2 separate regions of the Macaca mulatta genome follow, and region 2 is linked to region 1. A link is a contact called in public Hi-C data. All regions are on one chromosome and are shown on one strand. Each heading gives the region's core, a stretch centred on a gene start, on an enhancer-like site or on the middle of the called end of the contact. The rest is flanking DNA. Distances are from core to core; before and after follow the strand shown. Region 1 overlaps DCC (DCC netrin 1 receptor). Region 2 has its middle 490 kb from the start of MEX3C.

Evidence for each region. A called contact is a pair of places that touch in the nucleus more often than the background predicts.
Region 2: a Hi-C map of fetal cortical plate shows a contact between it and region 1, with 2.1 times the contacts expected there. The contact joins two enhancer-like sites. A contact is called at or near these places in 2 of 14 Hi-C or Micro-C datasets (fetal cortical plate and liver).

What each region holds. Positions count from the first base shown.
Region 1 is chr18:39,605,556-39,610,203 of T2T-MMU8v2.0, reverse strand. The region is part of intron 1 of DCC (DCC netrin 1 receptor); the gene reads left to right. Among named protein-coding and RNA genes, the nearest start is that of DCC, 320 kb to the left of the region's middle. Within about 2 kb of position 2,498, at least 5 of the 40 cell types and tissues checked have an H3K27ac peak or open chromatin away from gene starts, as enhancers often do. A contact at or near this core is called in fetal cortical plate, where this site is marked.
Region 2 is chr18:40,615,998-40,620,600 of T2T-MMU8v2.0, reverse strand. No RefSeq gene overlaps it. Among named protein-coding and RNA genes, the nearest start is that of MEX3C, 490 kb to the left of the region's middle. Within about 2 kb of position 2,685, at least 8 of the 40 cell types and tissues checked have an H3K27ac peak or open chromatin away from gene starts, as enhancers often do. A contact at or near this core is called in fetal cortical plate, where this site is marked.

The DNA.
Region 1 (4,648 bases), core at 1,249-3,748:
TTCTAAAGACACTGGACAGATTGGATTAAGGCTCACCTCAAAAAGTTAAAGGCTTTGCTTTAACTTAATCACGACTTTAAAGATCTTATATCCTAGGTACTGGGGGTTAGGACTTCAGTATATGGATTTTGGTGGGGAGACACACAATTAAGGCCTTAACATACCCCCTCTTCCCTGTACGGTTAAATTTGGAAACTGAGTTGCAGGAGACCCCAAGCTTGCACTCCAGGCATGATAGTTCCTGCAATAACTTGAAAATGCTTCATGTTGCTTCAAAATTAAGGACCTCTCTCTTCCACCTGCTTCACTCAACTGCTTTGATTGTTTATCTACTGCTGCTATAAGTATAAACCACCCAGCTTTAAATCCTCTATGCATTACAAAAATAAATTTGCCCATGCTGAATTGTGGAACTGAAGTGTTTCCAAATGTGAATGTACCAAATTGGATGGTTGAATCTGCACCTTTTTACATTAACCCGTTAATCACCTTCACCTTTAAACAGTCATGCTGCCTCTCTCTCTCTCTCTCTCTCTCTCTCTCTCTATATATATATATATATATATATATATATATTTTTTTTTTTTTAAGAGAGGAGAGGGGAACAATATAGACCCAGGAACAGTAAATTAAAGTTCATTCAAGCACAGTTGTTGTTGATGAAAAACACAGTTCTGCTTGGTTGAAATGAGACACAAGGGGCTTGTTAAGCCTACTAGTCATAGGTGAACATTGAGAGTCAGGCAGTCCTAAGAGAAGGTGAAACCTTTCTTATTTAATGCTTTGATGAATTAATAATCGAGCTGTAGAGTTTCTTACCATCATTGAAAATGGTAGTCCCTAAGTGTAATCTTTGAAACAAAAAGAGATTAAGTCCTTTTGTGGCTGGCTCTTGTGACCTTGGACAAATGGACAAATAGCTTCTGCAGTTTAATTCAATGTCTTCTCTGAGCCATGGAAGGAATGATGTTGATATTGTTTTACTTTGCCTATTATTGAAAACCTTCAAGATAGAAAAATGCCCATTTTTATTTAATGTGGTGTTGAAAATGGCCTATAAAATCTACTTTTTATATGCAGATTAAATAAGTAATGATATTTTAAAGGACATAGGCACTTCTATTACAAATAAAAGCCATAAAATTTTTCTCCAATAAGAGTGTAATAAAATTTTCTACATTCTACCTTGGAGGAAAATTTTTAAAATAGTTAATCCATTAAAAACAAACAAACAAAACACAAATTTCTTCAAGAGGTTACTATAATGTGCTTAGTTCTTTGGATGCCAGTATAGTTAGACTGTATTCCTGAGATCCCTTGGATAACTAATCAATTTTCAAATGCTCAGCAGACATCCCCCCCTGCCTGCCCTGCCCTCTTTCATATATATATAGTATATTGATGCTATGGTCTAAATGTTTATATTCCACCAAAATTCATATGTTGAAATCCTAACCCCCAAAGCGATGGTGTTAGGAGATGGGACTTTTGAGATGTGATTAGGTCACTGTGGGCACAGTCTTCATGAATAGGATTCATGCCCTTATGACAGAGACCTCAGAGACCTCCCTCACTTCTCCAGCCATGTGATATCACAATGAATACATGACTGTCTATGAACTGGAAAATGGGCCCTCACCAGACATTCAATCTGCCACCACTTTGAACTTGGACTTTCCAGCTTCCAAACTGTAGGAAATAATTTTTTGTTGTTTATAAGCCACTCAGTCTATGGTATCTTGTTATAACCCAAATGGATTAAGACAATTGATAAATATATGTGAATATATTGCATTCTATTTACATGTTGCCCATCACATATTATGTGATATGTGAAGAAAAAGAGAAGTGGGAGGTGGTATCCCATGCTACACTCTAACATGGCTAACAGTGAGACTTGCCACAGTGCTAGGCTCAAGGAGCATGTTGGTGGAATCTTTTGGATGAGATCATAGTGTAGAGCAGTCCAGGGCCTTGACTTTAATGGTCTATTGTTTTCTTTTTTTTTTTAATTCTTGTTTTCAATTATAAGCACTACCATTAACTCCATGGGTTTCCCAGGAAGACTGTGTCTGAGAGTCGCATTCTAAATACAAATCTATCCTTACTGCTAGAAAAAATAAGTCAAAACATATGTCCCCACCCATGATGGGTCAGAAATGTCCCCTTCAGATCTCTTGGACAGCATGCTGTCCTATTGTGACTCTCTTCTGGGGCTACATTGAGAAACTCTTTATTCTGTGCCCATCATGTTTAGAGAAGGTGAAATATGATAAAATTAGAGTTTATTGTTTTCCTTTATGTAGTGACAGAGACACTGCAATGTACAAGATTAAAGTGAGTGACCCAGTATTGTGCGGCATGATTGAGTCTGTGTTGAGACAAAAACCAAGCTGTTCTCTAAGCTCCGCACTTTATTCATTGAGCCACACTTTCTCTGTGATGTTCCCCACAGTGTGTGTGAAGCAAGTGCCAAATGCAGTTTCTCAGTCTGCACCAATGCTCCAATTGGCTGCATCCCTTCCCTCCTGGCTGCTTTTGGTAGAGGATTGCTGATGGAAATTATGCTGCTGAGCTTCGCCACATGGCTGTGGCTACATTTTGCCAGTATTAGCTGGAAGAATTTCCTGGGATTCTAAACTAGAAAGAATTTGCTGAGGGGCCCCCTAGGAGAGGGTCGAGGTTTCCTAAGTGTAGGTGATCACTGTATTATATTAATAGTCGAGATTTTATTTTAACCAGCAGGGCTCCAGCCATTCTTGATCCCTGCAATGTGCTTGAAGTGATGTTAAGTTTTTTTTCTCACTGCAGTCTGCCTGTCTGCTTCAAACAGATCTGACTCACTTAGGGCCAAGTTTCAGGGTGTTAAAGACAGCTGGGTTGGTGTACATGGCACTGAGAAGTCAAGAGATACACATCCTAATCCCATGTTGTCTGGAGAGACTGCACTATAATTATATGTCTATACAACTATTTCTGCATGGGACTGTGAAAACCTCATAGGTGGGGACAGTGTTTTCTCCCTCTTTTTCCTTAGTGCTAGCATTTTACCAGGCTCACAAATATTATGTTTGATAAATTAGATTATGTTGACTATAATCCTTTACATATTACTTAACCTCTCTAGATCTCAACTTTCATGGTAAAGGTGATACAGATGAACCTCGTTAATCACCACACTTCCAGTGTTATCATCCCATAATTCTACACTTTTGATTCTCTTTGACTGGAGGATTTTCTGGTTTTGCTCTTACCTAATTAAGAGCCAAATCTAGGTATTCCTCCCAGTTAGTTGTTTTATAAGGAGGAGTGCACACTCGCTCACCATTGACTTCCTATGTTTATGATGCGATTAGTTTGATTTTGGATTATCTATCACGAAGGGAAAGCTGAGTAATTTTTAATGTCACAAAACATATTTATGGGTGAGGTGGGGAGTGTTAATCCAGTTGAGACACCAGTTATTACATGTTCAGCCAACTGCAAGTCCTCTCTGGTAGGTAGAAAACATGACAAGTTTCATTCCTAGCATTTTGATTTGAGTTCTGATTAATTCTCAAAACATCCAAATCATAAAAGTCATTGGTTTATTTTTTTAAATAAATTATCAAACAGTCAAATTTTTATATAAAGGTCTTCTATCTTTACATAAAACTTGTAATCTAAATAACCCTGGGTACATTATGGACCCCATTTACCTTCTTTGATTCAGATACATAAATGATCACACTTAGAGGCAAAATATTTTCAATTTGGGTCAGTGACCCAAAACTTGACAGCAATCATTTATTCTTCTTCTAGTTCTACACTATTCCAATATGTTATTTCTAATGAATCTGAGAAATGTGATGCAATTAAAAGGTCATCTCTTGTCACTTTATTCTATACATCTCCTAGTAAGCACACTTCATTCCAAGACAAAAAACTGTAGCAGAGATTTTGTGTGTGTGCAATTGTTACAGCTTTTTCTGTGTAGTAGTTGGGAATGGAAAATGTTAAAAAAAAAATAGTCATCTGGATCATTCATTCTAGGAAGACTAATAACTGCATCAGATTTTATTTCTGTTGATATTTAAATTTTCATGTGAAGTTTATAGTCTTGGAAATGACTTTCCTACAAAATGTTTTTACCAGATTCCTTTGATCCCAATAGAAGTTAAATCAGAATTTGTCATTCAATATAATTCATTACCTGCCCTTCAACAGTAGGTGAGTGACTGCTGGTAAATTGAAAAATTACCTTGATAATAATTTAAAAACTAAAAGAAAGTTATCTAAAATGATGTTTTAGCCTGTGGCAACCATCCACTTTTGATAAATTTTCCAGCGTTTTACCTTTTGCCCAGACCAGATTTTTCTACCTTTCTCTACCACTAGGATAAGAAAGTAAAGCAGAAACAGATGGAACTCAGTACAACGTTCAGACAACAGTCAGATACTAGATTTATCCATGATGTAATTACAAATTAATGAATTGATATTCAAGGCTCAGAAATAAACCTCTCATTTGGGGAGTAAATGATAATCCAAAATACCATGGCACTATCCTCCAGGATCCTACATAAAGCAAAGAAAGGGGACCAAGTAACCTAAATATATTATTGCCTGGAGGAAGTTTCTGATTACCTTCCCTAAACCAGGCCTTCCA
Region 2 (4,603 bases), core at 1,436-3,935, 1.0 Mb before region 1:
CACTTGAATCTTCTTATCTCAATGCAATTCTGGACTTCCAGTTGCCTATTTTAGAAAATCATCTTGGTTCTACCTGCAAAATCTATCCAGATTCTGATCACCTGTGACCACCTTTACCTCCACTTTCTGGCATTATCATCTATCACTTGGATCAAGTAAAAGCCTCCTGTTTGGTCCCAAGTCTGCCTCTGGCTCCTTCATAATGTGCAGAGGCATGGCCAGAGTGATCTTATTAATACATTAGATGTGCTCCTCCCCTGCTCGGACGCCTCTGGCAGCTCCCTCAGCCTCAAAGTAAATCTAAAGTCCATGCAGGGGCCTCATGGCCCTTTCATCTGGTCTCTGGGTTCCTCCTTATTTCCTGCCAATCTCCCCTCACTCCTGGTGCTCCAGCCACACTGACTGCCTTTCTTTCCTTGCATCCGGATCCTATCTGCCTCAAGCGGGAATTCCCTGCCCTGTTCTCCAATCTCGGCACACACTGTTCTCCCTGGAGTCCTGCCCACCTGCCCAAAGCTTCCTCTACTTTCAAGCTCACCTCAACTCTTTCTCCATGAAGACTCCCTTGACATCTAGTGATCTTCCTTTGTCTCCAAACGCCAGTGTTCTATTTTGACCCTTGTGCTCATCTCCTCACTGGTAGGAGGCCGCCTGGTTTCTCTTCCCGATGTGATACAGCTGGCTGTATACCTGCCAGCCAGTGGGATGATCACTTTCCTGAGGCCAAGGACTGTTTCATTTGTTTTGATCTCCTAAAGAGCCTCAGTATGGTCCACCTGTACATAAGCCTCTTAAGGATTCTGTTAGTTTGCTTTTGCCTCTGCACCAAGCTAGGAAAAAGGCACAGGGGAATGGAGGAACATGGTTCTTACTATGGTTCTGACATCTACAATGAAGAGGGGTGAACCACTGATACATTCAACCGCATGGGTGAATCTCAAATGCATTATGTTAAGTGAAAGAAGAGGCAGCCCCAAAATACAAAGAGTATGATTCCACTGAAATGACACGATGGAAAAGGCAAACTGGAGCAGTGGGGAATGCACCAGTGGTTGCCAGAGGCTGACAGTGAGGGAGGAGTTGACTACAAAGGAACAGCAAGACTGAATTTTTTTTTTTGTGGAAGGTGATAGAAATATTCTCTATCAATGGTGATGCTGGGTCTGTGACACTATGCATTTTTCAACATTCATAAAACTGTATACCAAGAGCAGTAAATTTTGTTTCTAAAATAAATTTAGAAAACACAAAAAAGCAGAACACTGTCTACCACATCTAAGTGTTTAATAAATGTTTCTGTTACTAAGAAAAAAGAATTCCGCCTTGCAGGAAATAAAAAATTACCAAGGGCAAAAACTTATTTACTTACGGAGTATTATCTGAAAAACAAATAAGATTGGTTGCAAAAAGATTTCCTAGTATGTAAAATACCCCAGTTGCACAGGGATCATATTGTATCTTTAAAGTTCTAAAAGAAAAAATTGTGAAAACATGGCCTCTAAGTGCTAATTTCTTTAGATAATCTAAAATGAAGCAATGTGCTTTAGTTTTAAAAAGTTCTGGTGTCCAAAGAAGTACATTTTCATTGTTATTAACTATATGCAAAAAAATCATAAACACATACATACACAAACATAAATAGTTGTTTTCTTATTTTCCAAAGATAAAACTGTAGGGAATGAATACTGAGTCCTGCTTGTGTGAGGCACTGTTGTATTCATTAGATCTTATAATAACCCCATGAGGAAAGCCATATTATCCCCATTGTATAGATGGTAACTAGGAGACCCAGGGAGGTGAAGTGAGTTAAGAAAGGTTACAGGGATGGTAGCATCTGCTCCAAGATGCAATCCAGGTCTGCCTGACTCTGCGGATGCACTTCCCACAGACACACACTCCTTCAGGCTGTACAAATGGCAGGCAGCCAACAGCTCCAGCTCACAAAGACAAGGCTCCCGCCTGAACAGCATGCAGCTCTCTCAAGTGTGGCCTCTGCTGAGAACCTCTGTCCCGCTGCCGGACCTGCAACCCCAAGGCTCCTGCCCTGTCAGTGGCTTCAGTGTGGTCACTGTGGTGAGGAGAACCTGTCCCTTTGCGAAGTCACTGAGGCAGGGCCTGGATCTAAGCTGTATCTTCCTCAGTGCCAGCACAAAAACAAACAGCCTCTTAGGGGGCCGTTCTGTCAGGAAGATAAATGCTGTCTCATTGATTCCCTCACCGAGGAGCTTGTCCAAAATGGCAGCTGCTAGACAGAAACGCTTTGAAGATTGAACCCAGGAGTCCAGTTCCAGCCTCTCTTGCAGTCTTGAATAGCAATTCAAACTTGCATGACAAATTTAAGTCCGTGTCACTGGCTGGGATAGAAAGCAAAACGGGTGAGTGACACAACTCGCCAGGGAGATCCTTAGACTGTTGCCAGTAACAGGACAGATCTTACTGGCTACTCCCTGCCATAGGATTTACAGCCAGTCCCACCCCAGAATTTACATAGGTCACAATGTCCTTCAAGGGCAAAGGGAAGTCCTGAAAAGACAATAAAGTTAAGAAAGGGAGAGTACAGAGCCTCTCCCTTGGCAGGACATGGGAAAGGGAGAAGGGTCCCTCGGGGTCCTATGTATGTGTGAGTGACACACACACTCATGAATGTGCGTCGGGGTCCTATGGATGAGTGTGTGGGTGATACACACACTCATGAATGTGTGTCGGGGTCCTGTGGATGAGTGTGTGAGTGACACACGCATGAATGTGCGTCGGGGTCCTGTGGATGAGTGTGTGAGTGACACACACACTCATGAATGTGCGTCGGGGTCCTGTGGATGAATGTGTGAGTGATACATACACTCATGAATTTGCATCGGGGCTTTTGTTTTTGTTGTACCAGCCAGCAGCATCACACCAGCTGTCCCTGTGTCGCTGTCTTGTGTCAGCTGCTGCTCATATCAGAGGGCGAGGACTCAGGCAACTACCCCCAATTCCCTGTACGCCAAGGAAGTGGCCTAATGTCCTGGGTGAGATGGGGTATGAGCAACAGCAGATGATCACATCCAGGGGCGCACCCCGCCCTTGGCATTTCCACCTGGCCTCTCGGTGGAGGAGGGTAGCGCACTGAGAAATTTCTCCACCAGGTGGCGCTCATAGTTTAGCTTTATTTTTATTTTCATTGATGGAAAAATTCGCCCTGCTACCACGGCCGGAGAACACACATGACTTATACGTTCTAATTCATGTGCAGATTTCATGTACTGTCATGTTTGGGGTTCTAGTGAATTTTGTACAATTACAACTTGTTCTTTCCCTCTGGGACCTTGGCAAGCAACACTATACAGGGACAGGCATTATAACCTGTTGGGCGGGAGTGTGGGGGGATCATTTTTTTTTTTTATCACACATACAGAAACACACTCACATATACATACTTGCTTTAGGGATAAATTCTGCCATTTTGTTTTTTCCTGGTCCTCATCGTGGTCAGAATGGTGTGACCAGCTGATACCCTTTGTTTACTGGAACCCAGTACAGCAACACCAGTTCAGTATTCATGTCCATTATATGGTGGACAAAGCTTGGATCGGCAGCCTCAAAAAATGCTCATCCACACTGAGGCTGAGAGATCAAAGCTCAGAGGAAAACAACTGATGGCAGGCTTGTCTTTAAAGGAGGATATCAGAACTGGTATGTGTCTGAGATGCTGTGGCTGGGTTTTACATGGTGGCTGTCTCTGAGGAAGCTACTTGTAGGGCTGAGCTGACTGAGGAGCTTGGAAGCCTTGTAGTAATATTAATGGATATGATCCAGTTATTAGAGTTTAAGATAACAGATGTACAATATCATCCCTTTCCTCAAGATAAAATCCAGTCTACTAGAGAAGATAAGAAATTTGGTCACTCCAGTAACACAAAAGGTAGTTTTTGCTAAGTACATCGTGCCAACAAATTTGCTCTGAGAGTTCATAGGAAAACCTATCCCTGTGTCTTGGAAGATTGGGGAAGTGTTCAGGGAAGGATAGACCTAGGTCAGGCTTTGACAGGATTAGGCATCAGGCAGGGTAGGAGAGGGCGTGACCAGGGAAGTGGGAAGGGATTCTGTAACAGAGCATCGATGTACACCTGGTAAACCTCAGATAGTTGGAGCTCAATTAATTGGCACCCTCAGTAATAGATGGTTCCTTTAAAAATTCTATATCATGAAAAGACAAAATCGCAGTAAGATGACAATTCCTTAATGTATAGAAGGATGGTGTCCCTGAAGCCCAGCAGAATAATTAATCTTTAAGGCAATATTTATTTTTATTTTTATTAAATACTGAGAGTGACCTCATTCATTCAACACATTTTTTTTTTAATTATACTTTAAGTTCTAGGGTACATGTGCACAATGTGCAGGTTTGTTACATAGGTATACATGTGCCATGTTGGTTTGCTGCACCCATCGACTTGTCATTTACATTAGGTATTTCTCCTAATGCTATCCCTCCCCCAGACCCCCATCCCCCACAGGCCCCTGTGTGTGATGTTCCCCACTCTGTGTCCATTCATTCAACACATATTTACGGAGTATTTTCATTGTGCAGAATGTTTTGTGGGAAACTAACATATATCAGGCA